3 separate regions of the Mus musculus genome follow, and all the other regions are linked to region 3. A link is a contact called in public HiChIP or PLAC-seq data. All regions are on one chromosome and are shown on one strand. Each heading gives the region's core, a stretch centred on a gene start, on an enhancer-like site or on the middle of the called end of the contact. The rest is flanking DNA. Distances are from core to core; before and after follow the strand shown.

Region 1 (3,847 bases), core at 1,018-3,517, 450 kb before region 3:
CAAGGAGCTGATGTCAATGGAGCGGGCAAAAGGGCCGCTCCGAGTTGTCTCAGCACATTCTTGGATTCTGCAGGTGAGGTAGTGGGCATCTGAAAGAAAGGGGCATGGTGACACTTAGCAGGAAGGTAAATGGCCAGCCAAGATCCTTGCGGCAAACAAAGTTGGACATTATGGGGAATCACAGAGTAATACTTTCTTAAGTAATAATGAGATTTTACTTTCTTGTATACAAAATTCAAAGACACTACCCCGGAAATGAGAGTAATACCTAGGTTCACTAGGATAGTAGAGAGTTAATCTCATTTACTACTGGTAAAAGAATAAATCCATTTAGCGTTTGAAAGAAAACATTTGAAGAAGCTTTCAGAAATTTACATGCGCATTTTTTTTGCCAGTAATTTTAATTCAAGGAACGTTTCTATAGAAAGACTCAAATATTTTCACAAAGAGGAAAGGCGGAAATGTTCATTGGGACATTATTCACAGCAATGTAAAACTGAAAATAGGCTAAATGTCCATGAATTAAGGAACATTTGAAACAGCCAAGATATTTGCACATGACAGAGTATCATGCCATTATTACAAAATTTGGCAGGTACATATGCATTAACAGACTCTCCATGATGCATTGATTTACCATGGTTTTGAAACTGTATTTCCCATTGTGCACAAGTGTGACTCATTGATAACTTTAAACTTGGTCTTTATATACACAGGTCTGTGTTACCATTACACAGAATAAAGTTTTAAAGGCCTTATATAAAGATTAGATATGAATACTTTAGGAATGGGATGGACTTAAGTTATATAATATTTTACTACTGCCTGTGATTTTTGAATAATATACATCTTTATTATGTTTGCAACAAGAATAAATTCACTTACTACTTACATAAAACTTATATAAGTATATGTTAGAAAAAAAAACCCTACATTTGTAGTCATGGTTATGGCTAAACCACAACAACCAAACCTCAGATGATAAGTGCAGAACTACAGGATCATCCTGGAAAACAATGTATTCAATTTCTTGTTCCTTCAGGAAAAAAACTACAACTGAGTCTTTGTGAAGAAGTTACCCTGCAAATTGCTTTAAACCCAGTTATTGTTCATTTTTTTGAAATTAAGGAATAAATGGTCAAAATGACAAGTAGATTGCTTTAAAACTCCAAGTTGAGAAGCTTATTATTATTTTTCAATATTTACTTTCCCTTCAGGGTTAAAATTACAAATTGTTTTTGGTTGTTAGTTTGTTGTTTTAAAAGATGGACAAACTATAAGCATACTCTGGCCTGGCAGTTCAGTCCTATGATCTCAGGTATTTAGGTGGGGAAGGCAGAAGATGACAAGTCCAAGACTGCCCTAGGCCTTCATGAGACCTCAAAGTAATTGGCTCTAATACATTATAGGCAATCTGCTTTTAGACCTTCTGGATTTCTAAATACTGCTATTATTTTATCAAAATAACAGTGGCAGCATTGTCAGGAAGGAAAATATTCTGATTTTTAAGGTTTTTTTTTTTTTGCAGGCCATTTAAATTTCAAATATTGTACAGGACAATGCTGTGTGGCTAAGCAAACAAGACCGCAGTCCAAAGGAGACCCAAGAATGACCTAACACACAACCTATGCTCTTTCATTTATCCTGGTCCACTTCACAAGGGAGACATGTTTTTAGTCCCCAGACCCTGACCATGCACAGGGTAAGATCAGTCTTTTCAGAGCTTCTGAATATGTACTGAATGTGTCCTCGCTTTTGTTTTTGTTCATAAAGGAAGCCAAGAGTGGCCTGGCTTTCTACTTGTTGCTGAGGGGAGAGGGGAAGGCAGGGATCCCAAGCTGTGCTTTGGAGCACAATGTCTGCCCACTGGGGATATGTTTGCATATGTGCAAACTTACTAATTTGCTCCTTGACTAAAGCACCAAAATGCAGTAAAAGGCTGCATGGAAACACATGTAGAGAAATCACAAACACCAGCATGAAAACCCGTGTCCTTGTCAGTCAGTGTCTCCGAAAGCTCTTCACTCTGCTAATCAAAGGTACACATGGGAGGACCACTTGCTTACACTCATGGAAAGGCTCATTCTTCCCGGGCTGTTTACTCTGCTCTTTGCATTTGAACACTCTGAAAGAAGAATCAAGTCTTTTCAAGGCCACCCCAAACAAAATCAACACCTACTCAAACCTTGGCCTGTGACAAGTAGGAACCGCTGCCAAACTCATCCTACAGCTTGGCTCTGGCTCGGCTCGCTAGTGTGCGGCATGGGCTGACAGGTTCCATTTAAGGAGACACCAGCACTTACATGAGTTGCTGAAATCCACTTCACATTAAGAGACCTTGCAGTCTTTAGCCAGACAAGTGTGCTGGAAGTCTCAATGCTTTGATTTTCCAAAACTCAGAACAACAGTAATTAGTGCCATTGTGGCCACGGCCCAATGAGAACTCAGGAGAGGACAGTGGATGTCCAGTCTACCAATCAGAACTTAGAGACTGACATAGGAAAACCTTTGGGTGTCAAGGCTGCACAGAAAATACCATTTGTTTCAGGCTCCATATTTCTAATAGATCTCGAGTTGTGAGTATAGCAACCGTCCCTCCAAATGAGAATAAATATGACTATATGTAAAGTTCTATGAAGGAACCCAGAAGGATATTTATCATATACACGGAAATCCCAAAACGCGCTGCTAATACCCTGGCCTTGTTTTTCTCGTTTGCTTTTGGTAATATCAGGTACCAGACACAGGAAGAAACTCAGATCAAGATTAATGATCATAGTGTGGCACTTAAGGACAAGGCAGTACCAATCCTGCATTAATTGTAACAACAACATCTCATCCGGGAGGGGTAGACTAAGTAAGACGGTCACCAGGATTCGCTATGTTATCAGCTAAGTGCCATTTATACTGTGAAGGGAAAGGAAAGAAGCTGTAGTTGAGAGCATCCCCCATATACTCAGTCAGTACCAACTAACAGTGGCAGCATTGTCAGGAAGGAAAAGTTTGTGTGGATGGTAAAGCCATGCCCTGAGTTTATACTGCTATGGGCATCCTTTAAGTGCCAGGCTTGTGCACAAAGCAAAGAACACATCCAAGTTAGAACAAACGAATGAGAAGAAGAAGAAGAAGAAGAAGAAGAAGAAGAAGAAGAAGAAGAAGAAGAAGAAGAAGAAGAAGAAGAAGGAAGAGGAGGAGAAGGAGGAGGAGGAGGAGGGGGGGGGAGGAGGAGGAGGAGGAGGAGGAGGAGGAGGAGGAGGAGGAGGAGAAGGAGGAGGGAGTGACTGCTGAGGTTGTGTGATGTGTGAAGAGGGAATCCTTGAAAATGAGAAAACTTCACCTGGACTTGAGCATAGGCAATGCCTCTGAGCCCTGAGCCTTACTACCAAAGCACCTGCTGGAAGACTGACTGTATGTCACCATTAATACTGAGATGGAATTTTCTGTTCTTCATTTCAAACATCCCCAAATAAGAAGAAAAACTACAGAGGCTAAACCCTAGAAGACGCATTTAGACTGCCGTGTGAGAGCGCCAGGTAGTGATTTTCCAACTGGAGGGTGCTTAAGACTAACATGTTTCTGAATGTAAAAAACACCTTTTGTCACACATTTCTAAGAGCTGGTGTGGGGACTGCTCCACTTCCAAAACAAAAGGTCACAGTCAAAAAAAGTTTATCCTTGGCACCACAAATAGAGGGATCTGCTAGGTACCCCTGTAATATCTGGCCTGGTTTCCAAGTAGCTGTAGTGTTTTAGCAGAATGCTTAGGAAAGGCCTTTTCTATCCCAGGCTGAGACAGCCTCTGGGCATCCTCACTACAGCATATAGTTTCTGGTGCTGTGAAGGGCTG
Region 2 (3,816 bases), core at 145-2,644, 500 kb before region 3:
TGAGACCAGTTCTCAAGACAATGTGAGAAGGGAAGAGTAAGTAGGAAGGGTGGGAGACAGAGCCCAGAGCTTCTCAGGCAGAGAGAGGGAATAGAAGCATGAATGGAAGGTAGGTATTTAAAGAACACTCCCCACCCCCTTGCACAGCAGTGAAAGCCAGGAAAGTAATGGAAGCTGGGTATGCAGAAGCAAAAACCAGCATGTTAGTTATCTCAGGATCTTGTTGTCTATTTCTTAGCTCTCCAACTACTCCATGGCAGGAAAGTAGCTTCCAGAGTTTATGCGCAAGGGAAAGAAATTAGTAAATCTTGATATATATGACTAAATATTCAAAAATAAACATTTAATGCTTGAATGCCTGCTAACTCATTAAAGACATAGCATTAGACTAATTTACAAATGATTGGGGTCCATACCCTGTCACCTACTCTGAGTACTGTGCCCATTCTTATAGATGGGTCTTCTCTATATATTCATAAGGAAGATAACCAGTTCTGTCTTACAAATGGGGATATGAAGTTCAGAAGTTAAAAACTAAGCCAAACTCACCATTCTAATAAGTTTGTGTCAGAGCTAAGCTTAGAGAACAGGATAACAGGCTCCTGAATTGTATCGCATGTATGATGTAAGCATAGAATTATGGGTTCCATTGAAAGCGAAAAAAAAAAAACAAACTACCTTCTTCTCCTGCATAAACAACTTTGACATCAAGAATACAGGGTGATGGTAGCTATCTTATGCAGAATAGCCAATAGATCTTGAACATTCGAAAGCATTTGAAATTCATCCCTTCATTTAATCCTAAATTTAGCTATGTTAGCTCTATTATCCCCACTTTGCCAACTAAAACACAAAAGTTCAGAGTGGTTGAGTTGAGCAATATACTGGGCTGTCATTAGAAACATTCAGATGTCTACTTTGATCTGTGACCACTGTTGCCAAGTATATATTCTGTTCCAGCCTTGGGTCTCCTGTAGACTTTGATAAGAGGCAGATAGGCCAATAGCCCCTGACCTTGATGCACTAACTCATGGACTTTGGGTGTAGGTATCACTCAGCTCACTCTCTGGTGCTTCTGAGAACAGTGATGTTAGTCATCCACACTGAGTGAAGTGAAGCTGTCTGTGAAGGCAGCAGGCTCTATTAGCCACTGAGTTTACTAAAGTGCTTGGTGACTGTTAGTGATTGAAAGTTGATTGGATTGGAGCTTTGGAGGAGGAATCCATTTCTACAAGAACAGGGGATCCAGAAGTAAGAGTAGTGGATTGGTGGAACAGGACTGTATATCCTCAGAAAGTCAATGTGAATTCCTGTGCTTTCATTAGGGCTGGGGGTGGGGCATGCTCCCTGATACCAGAGCTGTAAGTGCTAAGATTAGAAGCCTGTCTTACTTTATGTAAGTACAATGTATTCCTTAAAAGGTGTATGCAAATCAGATGCATGCTAATCCAGGTACATTCCCCAGAGACTTTCATTTCATCTGAGAGCTGCTGTATCATCACTTTTGATTGATGCTCAGTGGACAATGGCTCCAATGTTGCAAACTCAAGTTTTTCTGCCCCTTCCCCCAGGCTCTTTGCCAAGTGCTTAATCATGTGTAAACAAACCTTTACATGCGCCAGAGACCTCCTGATTAAAAACAGCTCTGGGGTGAAACCTTCTGTAAAGTATCCTCTGTGTAAAGAGAAAACTGCCCTTCCTGATATTTGGAGAGCTGGGAAGTTTGTACTGAGTGTTTTCTCAAACTAAGAATTCCATGTTACAGTCTCTCTGATCAGTCAGTTGACTTTGACAGGAATGCTGGCCTTTCACTAGATGCAGAGGACCCCTCTGGGACTTTGGGACAGGATGAATTAACCTAGAAGCTAAGACTGTCCAAAGCTCTTAGCATCTCAGTTTCTTAGAATGGGCTTTGAGGATTGAACAATCTTGCTCATTTTCTGGGAAGTTTCCATCTAAAGCTCAAATGAATCCATGACCCACGAGAATGCCACAAACCTTATCCCAAAAGCCTTAGGTGAAAAACAACTACAGAGAACTTTTCTTACCCGTGGCAACCACAAGTCCAGGCGCTGTGTCCTTGCTGGAGATTCTTCCAGAGGAATATGGGTTTTCAGAGAGCTGCAGATGCAAGTGTAGGGAACAGAAGGGCTAAAAGGAAGAAGAAAATAGTTTAATTTCAAGAAACTCAAGCCATACCCTTGCCCTGCATGATAAGAGGTGCTGCAGATAGGTATCATCTAGGGACAGCAGCAGTGTGGATGCTGAACTTCAGACCCATCTGCCTGATGAATCCAGCATTTTATACATTAGAAGTTGTCCCAAGTATCACCCTAGATCCTTCCTCCCTTTTACTAACCTAGTATCAAATGCCCTCTTCTGCAGTCAATCTAGCCTTCAAGGTCTAGTTCATGGCTAGCTTTAGGAAGCCTAGTAGACCCTACCTTCCAAGAGGATGACGAATATCTTCCAGATATGATAGGAACCATCAAACCCAACAGAATGAAGTGGAAAACTACCTGACAAAGTCCAGGTTCTCAATAAGTTTCTCACACCATAGTCTGCATCTGTGTTTGTGTGTTTTAAGCCTACTTATAATTTTACTTAGAACATTTTAAACCATGATCTGAAATTCACTGAAGACTGGACTCATTTCCATTTACTTTCCTATGCCTATGCCTAGTATAGAAACGGGTTTGGTGATATATAGAGATAAACCTATAAAATAAAAATAATTATGACAAAGACAAATTGAGACATTGAGAAAATTTGATGAAGAGAGTAAGATAAAGAATCATCAAGTTTCAACAGGAGAGAGAGAGAGAGAGAGAGAGAGAGAGAGAGAGAGAGAGAGAGAGAGAGAAAGAGAATCAACCAGTGATCCCATGAGCTGTTCCAATGAATAGGCAGACATTTGTGTGACTTTCCTAGAAGCCAAACTAAGGCCACAGAAAATACTAAACAAAATAAAGTGTAGAATTCGACTAAAACTTACAAAATGGTAGTGGCTTAGTGGCTCTTTCTAACTTAGACATGATTTTAACTAGATTTTTCACACAATCTCTAGAAGTCACCTGGCTAATAAATCTCTTTGAATATATGGAAGAAGACAATTTTGTCTCAGGATAAACTCAGTCACATATCTAAGATATAAGAATGGCTTCTGGTGCAAACATCCACTAACAGGGACCTGATGGTTTTATTAGGGTTAATTATCTTTACATCAAGGCACCTTGAAGCAAAAATGTCATCTTACACATCATGTCCCCCACTCTTTCTGCCTTGACATTCTCATAGCAATGACCTTCAAAAGCTAATAGGTTAACTGACAGTTCAGTGTAGCCTGACCCTGCTGGGCTTCCTTGCTTACCATGGCATCCATTCAGCACTGACAAATCTATCAGTTAACATATGAGTTAGCCCTACTGAGTCCTATCTAGCACTTTTATTAATAAACTCAGGCTCATTGTCCACATATTTATTTTACTATCAGCTGTAGGACATTGTTTCTTACAAATGAAAACCTGTGCAATTGGTCTTTCAGTCAATCCATGTAGTGGTCTGAGCTTACAGCCCTGTGCTCCTAATATTGCTCAACACTAGACAAATTCCAAATGAAGGAAAAGAGCCCTTGATACAATATCCCCAGGGGAGCTACCTGCCCTGTGAACTCTACATAGGGCTGGAGAACTGACCAGTAAACAGTGCACTGGGCTTCCTCTCAGGTCCACATCTGGAGCTTGCAGGAGACGCCAATCCCTGCCTTTGTTGTAAGTGATGTATGTCTTCACCTGGTCATCCACCTTCTTGTTTGCC
Region 3 (3,864 bases), core at 223-2,722:
GCAGAGCGAGCAGGAGCACGAGGATAAGCAGTAGGAAAAGGGTGTGGAAATTCGCTTCACGCCTTAAACTTTTTTCCCTGCCTGCCCCCACTAGGAAAGCCTTCCAGCTTGGATGATGCAGCCCGGCTCCCAGCCTGGCTAGAACGTCATGTGCTGAGCAGCGACCCCAAAATGAACAAGTGTTCTGCTGTCCCTGTGGCCTCAGTCTCCCTAGCTCCCTGGTTCCCTTCACATGACCCCAGGGCTAAAAGGGAGCTCCTCCAGTCTCGGGAATTTGTCTAGAGATTTCTCCACATCAGCCCATGTTTACACTCACGAATTCAAGCATCCATCCTTTCCCCAGAAAAGAAAAAGTCACTCTCCGACCTGGATGCGGGAGAGAGTGACCAGATTCCTCACCCAGACAGCTTTTAAGACACACTTTCCTCTTAGCCCTCCAGACAGCCTCAGTACTGGGGTCTTCAGTAAACAGATGCACACGCCATCTTATAACAAAACTCGGCTAACCTGTTGGGGGCGTGAAGTGGGCAGGACAAACCCCTCTCTAAAAGTCCGGGGATTCTGATTCTCCTTCTGGACCCTGAGAAACTATCTGTCCCTCGCCCCTCTCCTCACCCCCCCCCCCACCACCCCCCGCCTCCCATTACCGTTACCCTCGGCTGTCAGGAGACTAGCGATCTGTGCCAGATGGGTACTCACACTGCTGTTGTGTCCCGACCAGTGCACCATGGCTTGGTTATGAGCCGAGTCCCCGGTCAGTGCAAAAGACGTGCTGGGCAGCCGGAGCTCCTCAGTGGACGCTCCTCCAGTCCGCGTCGCCCTCACCTCCTCTCGCGAACCCTTGGTGTGAGGACGGCTTCCTTTGGCACCATCTGCGAGAGCAGTAGCCCAAGAGTCCCCGCGCTCCAGGGGGCTTGGGGGCTGCGCCCGGCGAGTCCTCCTCGCACTGCCCGCCTGGCTAGGAGATGGAATGCCCGGGACCCACCTAGCGCCTTCAGGCGACATTCCCGCAGCTTCAGTCCGTATCTCCCCGCGGCTCGCCTGGGATAGTGGCTCTAGCCTGGACCGGCGTCTCGGTGCAGCGGCTCTCCGTGCAGATGCCAGCTCCTCAGGCCACCGGTTCTCCGCTGCCCGTGGCAAGAGAGGAGGCAACACTGGTGGTCGTGAAGCCGGGGACACCAGGCGCCCCGGACCTCCTGTCGCGCCCCAAGTGATCTCGGCGCCGGCCAGGACCCATGTTGACAAGAGCAGCAGCCCAGTCCGGGCGAGGGGTGCCCCGGGCCAGCCTGCGGGGCGCTCAGTGCCTGCCGCCTCCATCCCGCTGCGGCTACCACGGCTCGGGCTGCCGAGTGTGTGGCGCCCGCCGAGGTGCGGGTCCGATGGAGGGGGGGTGGGGGGTGCTGGAGGGATGCGCGCGCCGGCAAGCAAGCTAGCGAGTGTGTCAGGGGAATGAGGAGGGGGCGGCCGGGAAGGAGGTGGTTCGCCTGTCCCTTACACTCTTCCCCTCTGGATCGCTTGCTCCCAGGTCCAGAGGGTGATTCCAAAACCCAAAGGCAGTTTATTAAATGCTCTCTCGATGCTCTGGCCGGTTTGATGCTGTTGTTAAAATGCCCCCCCTCCCAATCTTTTCCACCGACCTCTTTTAAAAAATTTGTGAAAAGGAGTGTTCAGAGGGAATAGGGAAATCCTCTTAAAATGGGCAACGCTAGCTGGATCTTGGAGGAGGGGGGGGGGGGGCTCACAGCAGACCCTTATCCGGAGTCTTTCGGAAATCCAACCACCAGCCAGCCAGCTTCGGGCGCGGAGTTGGGAAGCCGCTCCTGGCTGCGTTTGGGGATTCACTCTTCGGTCTGTTCTTGGGAGCGGGAGACGGCGTGCGGGAAGTATAGGGTCTCCGGGAGGAGAAGGAGGAGTAAATTATCTCCACTGCCAACTGTTCTCGATCTGGAGACCAGGGCCAGGCGGGAGCTACCGCTCTGAAGCCAAGCGCGGGATGGACCCACGACTCTGCTCTGGGCTCCCCGCCCCCGGAGGCCTGCGCCCCCTCCCGGTGCGGGGGCGCGGGGAGTGCGTGCGTGCGCGTGCGTGCGCGCAGGCGAGAGAGGGAGAGAGGGAGACCAGGGTGTTCCAGGGCTGGAGGGAGGGCGCCTGGGGGGTCGGTACCTGGTTGAGCTGGGGGGGGGGGGTGTTGCTGGGTGTGCGGGGGCGCGCGGCTCCCTGCGTGCGCGTTTACACTGGCTTGTGTGAGTGAGAGCGGCGGGGCGGGGCGGGGCGGAGTGCGAGGTGCGCTCCGGCCGTGGGTGCTCGAGAATCACGCATAGGCTGTTTGCACATCCAGAAGCCTGTGAGTGGTCAGAGGCAATGTGGAGAACAAGGGTAGCACCCCTCTTCATGAGGCACGGTCCTCCAGCACCTGTGGGCGTCATCAGATTAAGCCGCCTGGAGGTCTGGAAAGCGAGCCTGAAAGCCGCCGGGCAAAGCAAAGGCTGATATTCTGGGGACCCTACACTAGATGTGGGAGGACAGTAGTAGATCCAGGTCCTGTTTTCCTGCCAGGGACTGCTAGGTCTTGCCCTTCTGACCCCCAGACGCGCTTTTGAGCAGGGCCACTTGTTTCAAAGTGTCTGCCACTATTTGGAAGGTCCCCTGCCCAAAGCAGCAAGCATTTATCAGGTCCCCTGTCCCCCGTGGCAGGAGGGTATGCGCGCCTGATGCGACTGGGACTCTTCCAGACCTCAGGAAGACAGAGACTTTGGTGAGGTGGAGAGAGGGGTGCTAAGCTTGAGGGCTGGCTGGAGACGTGGCTTACAACCTTTAGGACAGGTGGCCTCCAGGAAACACCGGAAAAGGATGGGGGAGGGGGGAGTGCCAAGGCTAAACGAGGAACATAGCCTCCAAGTTGTTCCTTCCCCTTAGGAATTAGAAGAGATTCTTTGTAGAAGGTGAAAGCTGGCGATGGAAGAGGAATTGTGGTTGGAGGTGTGAGCAAACAAAGAGGGGAAATGGAAGAGGGGAGGGGAGAGGATGATGCGAAAGAAGAGTAGGAACTCTGAGAACACCCTGGGAAAGATCAGGTGTGCTGCGATGCGAAGGAGCGGGGTTCTGGGCCTGAAGGATGCAAGCCAGGGATTCCCGGGAGCCCTCGCCTTTTGAACTTGCTTTCCCACCAAAGCTAAAATGAAAATTGGGAGCGGAGAAGATGGCTAGGCTGGACAAAGAAGACAAGGGTAATTCCCACCAAGAATGAAATGAACTTGGCATTCGTGGATTTTTTTCCAGACGCGGGTCAGCGCGTTGATGCAGGGGTGAAAAGTTGCAAAGCTACGGATCCAGGTGGGCGCTGGAGCCAGTGCTGGGAGAGAATAAGCTATCTGCTGGTGCCCAGCGCCCCTACCGGAGAAGGCGGGGAGCTGCAACCGCAACCTAGTGAGGTTTACCCCCCTGATCCGTTTCTAAGCAGGGTGCTAGGATTTAAGAGATCTGGTATGTCCGTTCACTTCTGGATACAAGGCTCTTACAGCCTCCCAAGTCTCCCCACAAGGGAGGAGCTGACCAATTTCCTCGCCGCCGCCTCTATGCGCACCCCCACCCCCACCCCCACTCCCCCGCGCGGGCACACACACACACACACACACACACACACACACACACACAAGGAAAGCAATCCGCGAACCTCTAAGTGAGTTTGCCTTTCTCATCAGGAACATCTACCCTTGTGATTCCCAAGAGAGATCTTCCAGGCTGACTCAGCAGCTAAAATGTTGAAGGCAGAGGTATATAGATGCTTTTCATAGGGGTGACAGTTTCTAACGTGACAAAGCCTCTCCCAATAGTTTTTCTCTTGTTCGCTAACATGTTAGGACA

What was found. HiChIP or PLAC-seq counts read pairs in DNA pulled down with a chosen protein or histone mark.
Region 1: an H3K27ac HiChIP or PLAC-seq map of neural progenitor cells shows a contact between it and region 3, with 15 times the contacts expected there. The contact joins the enhancer-like site here to the promoter of Sorcs3 in region 3. A contact is called at or near these places in 4 of 39 promoter capture datasets (the 3T3-L1 cell line, embryonic stem cells, second pharyngeal arch cranial neural crest and 1 more), 1 of 484 Hi-C or Micro-C datasets (cerebral cortex), 7 of 115 datasets of contacts at active chromatin or transcription factors (embryonic basal ganglia, embryonic forebrain, embryonic hindbrain and 4 more) and 1 of 9 other capture datasets (embryonic stem cells).
Region 2: a contact with region 3 is called in an H3K4me3 HiChIP or PLAC-seq map of neural tube, with 4 times the contacts expected there. The contact joins the enhancer-like site here to the promoter of Sorcs3 in region 3. A contact is called at or near these places in 3 of 39 promoter capture datasets (embryonic stem cells, hippocampal neurons and stem cell-derived epiblast-like cells), 8 of 115 datasets of contacts at active chromatin or transcription factors (VIP interneurons, embryonic hindbrain, embryonic limb bud and 5 more) and 1 of 9 other capture datasets (embryonic stem cells).

What each region holds. Positions count from the first base shown.
Region 1 is chr19:48,650,236-48,654,082 of GRCm38.p6, reverse strand. It overlaps Sorcs3 (sortilin-related VPS10 domain containing receptor 3), which reads right to left. Exons shown (of 27, transcript NM_025696.3): 7 at 1-89. Among named protein-coding and RNA genes, the nearest start is that of Sorcs3, 450 kb to the right of the region's middle. Within about 2 kb of position 2,267, at least 6 of the 459 cell types and tissues checked have an H3K27ac peak or open chromatin away from gene starts, as enhancers often do. A contact at or near this core is called in cerebral cortex and neural progenitor cells, where this site is marked.
Region 2 is chr19:48,704,244-48,708,059 of GRCm38.p6, reverse strand. It overlaps Sorcs3 (sortilin-related VPS10 domain containing receptor 3), which reads right to left. Exons shown (of 27, transcript NM_025696.3): 10 at 3,696-3,816; 11 at 2,049-2,151. Among named protein-coding and RNA genes, the nearest start is that of Sorcs3, 500 kb to the right of the region's middle. Within about 2 kb of position 1,394, at least 9 of the 459 cell types and tissues checked have an H3K27ac peak or open chromatin away from gene starts, as enhancers often do. A contact at or near this core is called in neural tube, where this site is marked.
Region 3 is chr19:48,203,633-48,207,496 of GRCm38.p6, reverse strand. It overlaps Sorcs3 (sortilin-related VPS10 domain containing receptor 3), which reads right to left and starts at 1,472. Exons shown (of 27, transcript NM_025696.3): 1 at 700-1,472. The coding sequence starts at 1,317.